Linked DNA regions of Mus musculus: region 1 is linked to region 2. A link is a contact called in public promoter capture Hi-C data. All regions are on one chromosome and are shown on one strand. The core of a region is the stretch at or near the end of the contact, and the rest is flanking DNA. Distances in the headings are between cores, read along the strand shown. Region 1 holds the start of Cenpq (centromere protein Q). Region 2 holds the start of Crisp2 (cysteine-rich secretory protein 2).

The links. Capture Hi-C pulls out chosen DNA fragments and counts their contacts.
Region 1: a promoter capture Hi-C map of pancreatic islet shows a contact between it and region 2. The contact joins the promoter of Cenpq here to the promoter of Crisp2 in region 2. A contact is called at or near these places in 2 of 39 promoter capture datasets (the HPC-7 cell line and erythroid cells), 1 of 484 Hi-C or Micro-C datasets (erythroblasts), 3 of 115 datasets of contacts at active chromatin or transcription factors (the NIH/3T3 cell line, bone marrow-derived macrophages and large pre-B cells) and 3 of 9 other capture datasets (adipose tissue, liver and pancreatic islet).

Annotation. Positions count from the first base shown.
Region 1 is chr17:40,929,672-40,935,879 of GRCm38.p6, forward strand. Cenpq (centromere protein Q) reads right to left here and starts at 4,903. Exons shown (of 9, transcript NM_031863.4): 1 at 4,712-4,903; 2 at 3,410-3,544; 3 at 3,125-3,179; 4 at 1,979-2,105; 5 at 343-408. The coding sequence starts at 3,508. It overlaps Mmut (methylmalonyl-Coenzyme A mutase), which reads left to right and starts at 5,014. Exons shown (of 13, transcript NM_008650.3): 1 at 5,014-5,108.
Region 2 is chr17:40,792,304-40,798,927 of GRCm38.p6, forward strand. It overlaps Crisp2 (cysteine-rich secretory protein 2), which reads right to left and starts at 1,843. Exons shown (of 10, transcript NM_001204071.1): 1 at 1,725-1,843; 2 at 935-1,017.

The sequences.
Region 1 (6,208 bases), core at 3,653-6,152, 140 kb after region 2:
TTATATTTCCAATGCTATCCCAAAAGTCCCCCATACCCACCCCCCACTCCCCTACTCACCCACTCCCCCTTTTTGGCCCTGGCTTTCCCCTGTATTGGGGCATATCATCAAGTATTTTTAAATACTGACACAAAACACAGACCGCTAAAGTACGAAAATAAAAGTTATATGAGGAACATATTCTTTTGTATACATTCTCTAAAACTTAATAAATATGTAATTCCAAATATCATTTCCTTTAGAAAGTAATGAAAGGCATATTCTATAGAAATCTATTTTAGAACACAGGTGGAAGTCACTTTTAAAATAATTAAAATCTAATCATTTCCAATTATGGGTTACCTTTTCTTCAACTGGTTGAGATGACACTGAATTTCTTCTTTTCTTTTTATGTTGAATAAAATTCCACTGGGGAACAAAAAGATTGAGGAAATATTACTTTGAAGCATAACACAATCTGTATTTCAAAAATTTTTCAAGTGTTCATACTCAGCAGAATCATTCACCTATTCCTTTATACTAGATTTATTATTACTATTATTATTATTAATTTTTACATCCATCCTCTCTTCCCAGACTCTTCTCCCCACCTGCACATCCCTATCCACTCCTCTGTTTCTCTTCAGAAAAGGGCAGCCCTACCACAGATATTAACCAGCCATGGCATATCAAGTTGCAGTAACACTAGACACCTCTTTACCCAGTAAAGGTGGACAAGGCCACCCAATAGGAGGAAAAGGTCCCCAAGGCAGGCAACAGTCAGAGATACCCCTGTTCCCACTGTTAGGAGTCACACAGGACCAAACTACACAACTGCAACATATGTGCAGAGGGCCTACGTCCATCCCATTCAGGCTCCCTGGTTGGCAGTTCAGTGTCTGTGAGCCCCTATGAGCCCAGCTTAATTGATTCTGTGGGTTTACTAGATACATTATTGAACAACATAACTTACCTTTAATTGAAATTCATGATATTAAAATTTTTAGTATTGTATTTAGTATTATATATCTATGTTTTTATTGCTCCTGGTATATATTAAAACAAAATAGTGGGTTTCATTGACCCCCACACACTCACACATACAACATGGTAATCTCATCACATTTTTATTCTATTATCTACAAAACACTTTAAACAGAACAATGGAAATTTCTTTGAATCATATTGCATCATAAGAATTCATATACCCAACATCTCTGGTGCAGTTGAATTCTCTCATGGTGGAGTTCTCTGTTTGTGTTTTATATAACATGGTAGTTTTCACAGAAAGTGTAAATCATGAACATACCTTGGGAAGAATCAATATTAACGGAACAATTTAAAAGTTTTAGACTACAACCCACACAGACTTGATTTTTACTACTTCACTGATAGAATCCCAAGTTTCTACAATGTAGAAAATCTTTGTGTGTGTGTGTGTGTGTGTGTGTGTGTGTGTGTGTGTGTGTGTGTAATGGTGATCATGAATCAATGAATATCTTTTCTGAAGTTGAAGAACACTCTATTGCCTTAAAATACTGTCATGGTATGCCAATCATGAATGAATATCTTTTCTGAAATGGAAGAATACTTCCTTAAAATAGTCATGGTATAAATTTGGTATGTCTGCCCTTGGCATATGTGTGGAATGTACGGTCTTCACTTTGGAAATTCTAGGAGTTAGTAACTGGCTGGGTGATACACAGGGGACTAGGGTATGCTTTTAAGTGACACCTGGTCCCTGGTGCCAGTCTTGTGTTTTGCTTCCTGAAAAGCATTGCTCCCACTGCCATGATGTTCTGCCTCCCAAGGGCTCAGAGTCACTGGACTTGGTTCAAAGCTGCTGAGCCTGTAAGACTAACAATCTCTCTGTTATGTTAGGCATGCTGCCACTTCCTGAAGAAAGTAACTCAGATAGGAAGTAATATTGAGACAGCTGTATATAGTAAATACCTGAGTCAAGAGCTGAAAAACACAAAGAAAAACTTTCTAAACTCACAGAATGACTGACTCCATCATACTTTGCAAATACTCTTCAGTATCCTTTGGAAGAGGTTGCCAGGTTGTTCTCTTGCTGGATGATATTTTTACCCGTTTTAGATGAACATACGTTGCTTGTCCTGTTACTGGTAATACAAGAGAGTCTAATCAATCTAGAAGTTTTGCAGTTTCACTTAAAAATAACTTTAACATAAAGAACAGTAGTGGCATTATGAAGCTAAGGCATTCTACTCTTTAGCTCATATCTTACTGCAGCTATAACATGTCAGTTACTGAAGATGCATCTGCTCTATTTGGCAATACCTGACATACTATCAACTGATACTGCAACACAAATACTTTTCAATAGAGAATCAACTTATTATTATTATTAAAACTTGCTTCTGAAAAGTGACTTTATTTCTTAAAGACTTTCAACAAAAATACTGGAAAACTACTTCTACCAAACATTGGAAATGAAAGAACAAGCAAGAAATAAACACTGACAGGTATATCTTTAGATCAGAGATGAGTAGCTCATAGAGAGGAACAGAGATTCCTTTTCTACTTATCAATATAGCAGGTAACCCTCAACAGTGTTTTCTGGAAGAACTAGACAATGAACTATTCCACGTACAAGGGATAAGCAATAATATACAGTATTGGCTTCACAAAGATTAGGTAAAGAAAAAGGGAATGCTATGCAAATTATAGGAGTGCAGAAATTACGAAGTAAACGTATGGCACCCTAGGAAATAGAAAATCAGAACAGTATTTGCACCAATGTGTAAGGAATCATCTTACAAAGAAGAGATGTTTAAGGAAATGGTATTTCCAACTAATTACCTTTGAAATGCTTAAGCTAGTGATTACAGTGATTACAAACTATCTGTACAGTAGTGGCAGAACCAAAATCCGTGGTGTCTTAGAGAGGAAGAAGTAGGTTTGTCTTTATATCAAAGATGAGTAGTTCAGAATGAGGGATAATAATTTGTCTCCTAGTTCCTTTCGATGTGACAGGCAAACCTCTATATATTTGCTGTTAGAATTAATATTGAGGATGTGACTGTTTATGCTCACCTTTTACCATTTCTGAACTCAAAACCAAGATACTGAAACATTTTTCATGAAAAGCAGTAGAAGACACTTTAATACAGAACAATACCTTTAGAGGACAGATGCTTTGCATGACTTCTGTTTCTTTTTGCTGTGTTTCCAACCTAGAGTCATACAAACAAACAACAGATAAAAAGATGGTTTTGCAACACATACTCCATGTATACAAATACTATACCTTCCAGGAGGTAGAAAAAAGTATTGTAGATATGATAAACAAAGAATGCACTAAAGTTTGTGATATGAATTACAATGTGTAGTAAAACTGACTTTTAGCCCTTTGAAGGGAAATAGATATTTCTAATTAAAGAGATCTGAAAGAAAGAGATCTTACCTCATTCTCTGGCAAATCCGCTTCCTTATTGGCTCTTTGTTTCAAACTTCTTTTCACCTGTTGAGGTTTTTTCCTAGAAGCACGTGCTTTACCAGACATTTTCATCTAAACAGTATAATCACAACGATACATAGTCTGCAAAGGTGAAAAATATAATTATAATATAAATATAATTTTTGTTGAAAAGAGTACATAAATTTTTAAAAAATTTATTCTTCTCTCATGCAATACATCTGACCATAGTTTCCTCTCCCACTCCTCAAGTCATGGGTCCCTTTTCTTTCCCCAAACCACTGCTTCTGCGTTTCCTTTCATAAAACAACAGGGCTCCCAGCGACATCAACCAAACATGAGGTAATAAGATGTAATCAGACTAGGCACAAACCATCATATCAAGGCTGGATAATGCAACCCAGAAATGAGGAAAAGGGTCTTCCAAGAGATGGCAAAAGAGCAGGAGATTCTCCTACTCCAACCTTTAGGAATCCCCCCAAAACACCAAGCTAAACAACATATATGGCAGGATGTAATACAGAAAACGCCTACATTGAATCATGAGACAGACATTGTAAGTATCGAAACCAGGGTCATGATTTCTACCTGTTGGGACCACTCAACTTGTGTTAATTTAAAAAAAAAAAAAGAAAGAAAGAAAGAAAGAAAAGAAAAGAAAAATTAAGATAGAAGATAAAAATTCCTTACTGTTCCCAGATCCACAGGAAATCATAGCTTAACAGTGGGTTGGTAGACACCGCTATGACTACAATTATTATGTATGAGATATACTAAATGCAATCAAATGACTTGTGGGCAGCTGTGGGGATATCTTTGGATTAATTAGCCAAGACGAAGAGAAATAAAGTGCTTAAATGAAACCAGCGTAAAGTCGGACGGCGTGACAGCTCAAAGAACATTTTTTTTTTTTTCTTTATGAATCAGCCCGTTCAGACTAGATCGAATCCTTATGGGAGGAGTGGAAAAAGGCGCTCCGCTTCGGTTTGCTTGTTGTTTTCTTGGCCGGTTTACTGAAACTAGTTTAAACCGACTTATCTCAACTTAAGCTGTTCATCTGCGAACCACTAACGAGAGTGAACTTGGGCTACTCTGTCCGTCGCTCCAGGACGAGGTACAGAGATTCAGGAACCAAGACCGGGAGGGTCAGGGGGACTAGAGAGGGAAGATCAATATTTTCACTCCACTCTGGGGTTATCTCAAACAGTTGCCCTAAATGGCAGAGACCTATTCAGACATTAGACATTGCCCCTTAAAAACAAAACAAAACAAAACAAAACGGAGTTTTACCACAAACGCGTGAGGCTCAAATTATCCCCTGGATCTGTCAGCCGCTTTATCGCTTCCTCGACTCTTCACAGTTGCTTCACGGATTCAAAAGGCGCGCTTCTGACTTAATCCGCCCAAACAACCGGAAAAGACGGAGAACTTCCAGGATCTGGGAACCGGAAGCGTCAGTGAGGAACGCAAACACACTTGTGTAGAGAAGGCCGGCCTGCGGAGCGTATGTCTTTACGTCATCAGACGCGCGCCCGCAATGTCCGGATTGGATTGGCTAATCCGAGGGCGGTGTTGGCTACGCCCCCTGATTTGATTGGCTGCCGAGCTCCTGCGGCGAGCGGGTGTGACCCCGGCGTCTGGGTTCGGTTCTGAAGTCCGGGCTTGGTCCGGGTGATCCCCAAACACTGTGAGTAAGCCCGTGCGCTGTGGAGCACGTCAGGCTTGCAGGATTCTTCTCTTATTGGCTTCATCTGCTCCACCTATCTATCTTGCTGTCCTTTCCTTCTTCTTCACGGATTTTCTGTGATAGGAAGCCGCCCCTGCTTGCTCCTGAAATATAGATGGTGACTGACTGGGTTCTCATTTCCCGCCAGGCTGGTGGAATTCGGAGGTCACCGCTGCAAAATGCCTTTCAACAGCGTGCTAGTCTTGTCGCTGTGCGTCCCTGGTTTCCCACGCACGCGCAGAGCAGAGGTTACTTGTTAGAGGTTCACAAGCTCATGTGGTTTCTAGGGTGTTTTTGCTAGAGGTAGTAAGACAGAAAGTTAGGTGACAGAAGGAAAAGATGAAAAGGAAAGGCGCGTCTAACCTGATTTAAAAAACAAAACAAAACACATAGCCTAACTTCTCCGTTTTGCCATTGAGAGCGTGACACATGCGTGTAATTTTCAACCGCCTGCTGATTTTCTTCCAACATAGTTTTGTGCTTAGTTATTTTTTAGGCCAGTCGTTCTCAACCCTCTTAATGCCAAGACCCTTCAGTACAGTGGTGACCCCCAACCATAAAATTATTTTTGTTGCTACATTGTAACTGTAATTTTGACACTTTTATGAATCGTAAATTGAATATTTTTGAAGATGGAGGTTTGCCAAGGAGTTATGACCCACAGGTTGAGAACAGTTGCTTTGGGCTAACAGTTCCTTTATGCTGTTAATTTTCTTGCCTTGTATAGTCACCACCTATGTATATTGAACAGTGTGAGGGGCTAGCTCTTCTGAGGTGTTACTATAACTTTCAAATTAATTACAAAATATTTAGAGAAAGCTCACAACAACAGTAATTGCACAGAGTGCTAGTTTCCACAGACATAATACATCATGTAATTTATGTCCAATAAAGGCTTCCTTTTTCTTTTCTGTGCTGTCATAAATGAATACTCCAGTAAGTTTCAATATGGAATATAGTAGTTCCATTCAATTCATTCGTTTGTTTATATTGTAACACACGTATTCTAACTGTGGATGTTTATGTTTCAGATTCTCTAATGCAAATAAACAGCAGAGAAT
Region 2 (6,624 bases), core at 593-3,092:
AATATTGTTACATAAAATAAAATAATAAATTTGTAACAATTATAATGTTTTAGAAAATAGAGCAAACAAATAGCATCTAGACAAAGTATTAATATTTTGAATAATAAAACTTTTAAAATTGAAAAAAGTTCTTAAGCATATTACAATCTAGAGTCTAGATTCTAGACAATGTCTTTGGAAACTTGTGTTTCTGTATTGACTACCCAAGACTATTTAACGCCTCAGAAAATAAATAAAACATATTTTATAACTGAATGCTTTCCTGAATCAACTTTTTATGACTTTTACTTCCTATCTATAGTTTACTGTTAAGATACAGTCTTTGAAATGAGCAAGCTCAGGAAATCTACCACAGCCACTATGTTCTCTTAGACCAAAAAAAAAAAAAAAAAAAAAATGAATTTCTATAGTTTTACTTTGAAAATTCAAAGACAAAATTTTGTAAAACTCCTAACACATACACTATAATGTACATAACCATACATATTCAATAATGATATTTTTATTATCAATTGCAGTACTTAAATTTGGCTAACCCTATCAGATATTTCCATTTTTAAAAAAATGTGATTTGGTTGAAAGTTAATTTCCAAATTGTTTGAAACCTTTTTTTTTTTTTAAATCGTCATTGTGTCACAGTGGGGAAAAAGACAGTATAGTCTAGAAAAGAATCAAGTGCTGAAGGCATGGTCCACCTTAACATAAGGAAAATGAATCAACAGCATCCTTATTCAAAGACACACTCATATTGTTCCAATCCAAACTGCCGTCATCTTTGTTGAGTCCAAGAAAGGATACCTTTGCTGAAAATATATTCAAGGAAAAATATCTTACACATTCCCTCTTTTTTATCTTTATTCTTGAAACTTACATTTATACTTAGGTGAGAAAGTGGCTATCATGCTCTCCTTACTACATATAAATAGAACAATACCTTGTCCTTCCTTCCGATGTTTTAGGATCAGGAGGGCATGCCTCTTCTAAAGTGTGAGGGCTATGGTGTTTCCCTTCTTTGTCCTGGAAGAGGGAAAACAATTTTGGACAACGATGTAAAGACAGCCTTATATTGTCTACACTTTATCACAGACTTACAACCTGTTAGTTAATGTCCTCTTAATTCTTCAATCTTTGATGTCACTATAACCTGCTTTGGGGCACTGATTGTACTTCAGCATTTCCTTCACTGTAAACTAAAAAGCCTGCTTGTTAACAAATTCAGTAATCGCTGTTTGGCTGCCACCCTAAAAAAAAACCTCAGCATGTAGTGAAATATCCTCTTTGATCTAGCACTTCGTGCTTCACATGTTTCAAAAGCTGTTGTCTTTAACTCCAACAATGTTGACTATGTGCATTGGTGTTTGATCAATATAACGTCACATTTTCTATTCCGGAAGTCGATGACAGGATGTTTGGAAGAGCTAATGACCCTAGATCTAATTGATGAAGTCCTGAATAAAAGACTGACATTTTTCATTCGACTGCAGAAAAGTCAGACTTTGAAATTGTTTCAAGCTTCCTCCGTGACTCGGTAGAAATCAAACACACAGGACAATTTCTTAAGGTCAAGAGGAAATCTCTAGTGATTTCTTGCTAGGAAAAGTGAACTAACAGTTGTTCTGGGATCTGCTGACGGCTCCTAACCTCACACATCTTTCTCTGCACTACCTTCACTCATTTTCTCCACCCTGGTCACATCCACTCTCCCAGCCCGCCCTAATATTTACGCTGGTTCAACAGCACAGGTCTTCATGCTGTCAGGAAGGAGCCAGAAAGGGCTCTTGTTGCCCCTCCCCTCGGTGAGCAACGATAACCGCCTCCAGCCGCCACGTGGGGGCGGTGTCACGAGGCTTTATTCTGTCAAAGTAAATGCTCTGCATAGATCTCTCCACCCTTCTCTCAGTCACCGCTGTGTAGGATGCCACGGGAGAACTTCTTTTATATTTACCCCTTTAAAATATAAAGTTATCATTTGTTTTCGCCATTTGTGAGGGGTGCTGGAGTCAGTATCTGTTTACTCAACAGAGAACCAAGAAGAGAAGATAGGAAGTATTTCAGGAGTTTGAAAGCCCAGGGACGTGGATAGAGAAGCAAGCGCTCCCTTTCCAGAATGTCTGAGTGAATGAGCTTCATAATTGAAAACGAAAACCAGAAACGTCTTACTTAAAGGCTTTCTTACATTTTCAGAATCGTGGCAGTCCCAACTGAATCGTGGCCAAAAAAAAAAAAAAAAAAAAAAAAATGCATTCAGTCCCAAAGAGTTAGCATTCTGGTTTTCTGTTTGTTTGTTTGTTTGTTAACTCTCCCTGGTTATCTTTGTTACACACAAGTTTGGTGGTCAGAAAACTCAAGAACGATAGCTGGGTCAGCTTTTTAATACCTGAATTTCCTGACCAAAGATATCTATACTCAGGTCAAAAAGCTAGTTTTCCTTCATTAATGAACACTGTGTGGTCTTCACAGCTGGACTATAAATGATAGATTTAGTGGATAGAAAGGGGGAGGGTTAGCTCATTGCTGAAAAGAAGAGTTAGAAGATCTCCAATTAAGCTCCCTCACCCATAGAGGAATTTTGACGTCTAGATCAATATGATAGTTATGTGACAATAGTGATAAAAGTGTAATCATAATGCAAGATGAAGACAGCGTATTTCAAGCAATGTCAAATCACCCAGACCACTTCACAAAGCCATAATCATCCCTGAGCACAGTTAGGCAAAGAAAACTTTTATGTATTTTTTCTTGGCTAGTGTGTTTACAGCTGCTCACAGTATACATGTTTCCCTCTGCCATTTGATTATTAGAGGTTTTTTACTATTTGAGACCCAACAAAAGGCTTCTTTAACATATAAACAAAGATTCTCAATCTGTGATCTGGTGATATAATAATTATGTTGGTATTGTGTTGTCTCCCAAGTTGGTTCCATTTTCTTTCTTTCCTCACTATGGCTTTAATGTTATCAAACTTCAACTGAACTCATACTACAAAGCAGATGCTGTGACGTATTAGGAAGTCATGAGAACAAATAAAATATGATGTCTGCCCTTATAGCAGTGGTTTTCTGTAATACTACTGTACAATAGTATCACATGCTGTGGTGACCCCCCCCAAGCATAAACTTGTTTCATTACTACTTCATAACTTTAATTTTGGTACTGTTATGAATCATAATGTAAATATCTGGTATGCAGGACCTCTGATAGGTGACTCCTGTAAAATGGTCATTCAAGACGTCACAACCAACAGGTTGAGAACTGCTACTTTTGTATGTTCTAAGGTATGGACATGCTATTAATTATTAATAATTGTGTAAAATGTGTTTCAAAGACAGGTAGTAGACCTTAGAAACATAGAAATGACAGCTAATTGTCTGTGAATTACAAGGACAGGTTCCCAAGGGAAGTATAGAAAAGGACCTGGGTCTTTAATAGACCAAGATCTGTTACTGACCTGAAAAGTCAAAAGCTTTGACTGAAAGAAAATCATAAGACGCAGGAATGTGAACATTTCCTTGCATCTGAACTTTAGAATCTAAGGTCAGAAACCAAGTTTAAAAGACTGCAAAAAGATATCCATGACGTGCTGGAGGTCTTTACTATATTAAGTGCTTAATAAGTAACAAATAGGGCCTAAGCCACAGCAGCAGCGGTCGCCATCTTGGTCCCAGACCCGCCGAACTTAGGAAATTAGTCTGAACAGGTGAGAGGGTGCGCCAGAGAACCTGACAGCTTCTGGAACAGGCAGAAGCACAGAGGCGCTGAGGCAGCACCCTGTGTGGGCCGGGGACAGCCGGCCACCTTCCGGACCGGAGGACAGGTGCCCACCCGGCTGGGGAGGCGGCCTAAGCCACAGCAGCAGCGGTCGCCATCTTGGTCCCGGGACTCCAAGGAACTTAGGAATTTAGTCTGCTTAGGTGAGAGTCTGTACCACCTGGGAACTGCCAAAGCAACACAGTGTCTGAGAAAGGTCCTGTTTTGGGCCTTCTTCTTCGGCCAGGAGGAGGTCCAAATACAAGATATCTGCGCACCTTCCCTGTAAGAGAGCTTGCCAGCAGAGAGTGCTCTGAGCACTGAAACTCAGAGGAGAGAATCTGTCTCCCAGGTCTGCTGATAGACGGTAACAGAATCACCAGAAGAACAATCTCTAAACAGAGTCAACTATAACTACTAACTCCAGAGATTACCAGATGGCGAAAGGTAAACGGAGGAATCTTACTAACAGGAACCAAGACCACTCACCATCACCAGAACCCAGCACACCCACTTCGCCCAGTCCAGGGAACCCCAACACACCTGAGAACCTAGACCTAGATTTAAAAGCATATCTCATGATGATGGTAGAGGACATCAAGAAGGACTTTAATAAATCACTTAAAGAAATACAGGAGAACACTGCTAAAGAGTTACAAGTCCTTAAAGAAAAACAGGAAAACACAATCAAACAGGTAGAAGTCCTTACAGAAAAAGAGGAAAAAACATACAAACAGGTGATGGAAATGAACAAAACCATACTAGACCTAAAAAGGGAAGTAGACACAATAAAGAAAACTCAAAGCGAGGCAACACTAGAGATAGAAACCCTAGGAAAGAAATCTGGAACCATAGATTTGAGCATCAGCAACAGAATACAAGAGATGGAAGAGAGAATCTCAGGTGCAGAAGATTCCATAGAGAACATCGGCACAACAATCAAAGAAAATGGAAAATGCAAAAAGATCCTAACTCAAAATATCCAGGAAATCCAGGACACAATAAGAAGACCAAACGTACGGATAATAGGAGTGGATGAGAATGAAGATTTTCAACTCAAAGGTCCAGCAAACATCTTCAACAAAATTATTGAAGAAAACTTCCCAAATCTAAAGAATGAGATGCATATGAACATACAAGAAGCCTACAGAACTCCAAATAGACTGGACCAGAAAAGAAATTCCTCCCGACACATAATAATCAGAACATCAAATGCACTAAATAAAGATAGAATACTAAAAGCAGTAAGGGAAAAAGGTCAAGTAACATATAAAGGCAAGCCTATCAGAATTACACCAGATTTTTCACCAGAGACTATGAAAGCCAGAAGAGCCTGGACAGATGTTATACAGACACTAAGAGAACACAAACTGCAGCCCAGGCTACTATACCCAGCCAAACTCTCAATTATCATAGAGGGAGAAACCAAAGTATTCCACGACAAAACCAAATTCACGCATTATCTCTCCACGAATCCAGCCCTTCAAAGGATAATAACAGAAAAAAACCAATACAAGAACGGGAACAACGCCCTAGAAAAAACAAGAAGGTAATCCCTCAACAAACCTAAAAGAAGACAGCCACAAGAACAGAATGCCACCTTTAACAACTAAAATAACAGGAAGCAACAATTACTTTTCCTTAATATCTCTTAACATCAATGGTCTCAACTCGCCAATAAAAAGACATAGACTAACAAACTGGCTACACAAACAAGACCCAACATTTTGCTGCTTACAGGAAACTCATCTCAGAGAAAAAGATAGACACTACCTCAGAATGAAAGGCTGGAAAACAATTTTCCAAGCAAATGGTATGAAGAAACAAGCAGGAGTAGCCATCCTAATATCTGATAAGATTGACTTCCAACCCAAAGTCATCAAAAAAGACAAGGAGGGACACTTCATTCTCATCAAAGGTAAAATCCTCCAAGAGGAACTCTCAATTCTGAATATCTATGCTCCAAATACAAGAGCAGCCACATTCACTAAAGAAACTTTAGTAAAGCTCAAAGCACACATTGCACCTCACACAATAATAGTGGGAGACTTCAACACACCACTTTCACCAATGGACAGATCATGGAAACAGAAACTAAACAGGGACACACTGAAACTAACAGAAGTGATGAAACAAATGGATCTGACAGATATCTACAGAACATTTTATCCTAAAACAAAAGGATATACCTTCTTCTCAGCACCTCATGGTACCTTCTCCAAAATTGACCACATAATAGGTCACAAATCAGGCCTCAACAGATTCAAAAATATTGAAATTGTCCCATGTATCCTATCAGATCACCATGCACTAAGGCTGATCTTCAATAACAAAATAAATAACAGAAAACCAACATTCACATGGAAACTGAACAACACTCTTCTCAATGATACCTTGGTCAAGGAAGGAATAAAGAAAGAAATTAAAGACTTTTTAGAGTTTAATGAAAATGAAGCCACAACGTACCCAAACCTTTGGGACACAATGAAAGCATTTCTAAGAGGGAAACTCATAGCTATGAGTGCCTTCAAGAAAAAACGGGAGAGAGCACATACTAGCAGCTTGACAACACATCTAAAAGCTCTAGAAAAAAAGGAAGCAAATTCACCCAAGAGGAGTAGACGGCAGGAAATAATCAAACTCAGGGGTGAAATCAACCAAGTGGAAACAAGAAGAACTATTCAAAGAATTAACCAAACGAGGAGTTGGTTCTTTGAGAAAATCAACAAGATAGATAAACCCTTAGCTAGACTCACTAAAGGGCACAGGGACAAAATCCTAATTAACAAAATCAGAAATGAAAAGGGAGACATAACAACAGATCCTGAAGAAATCCAAAACACCATCAGATCCTTCTACAAAAGGCTATACTAAACA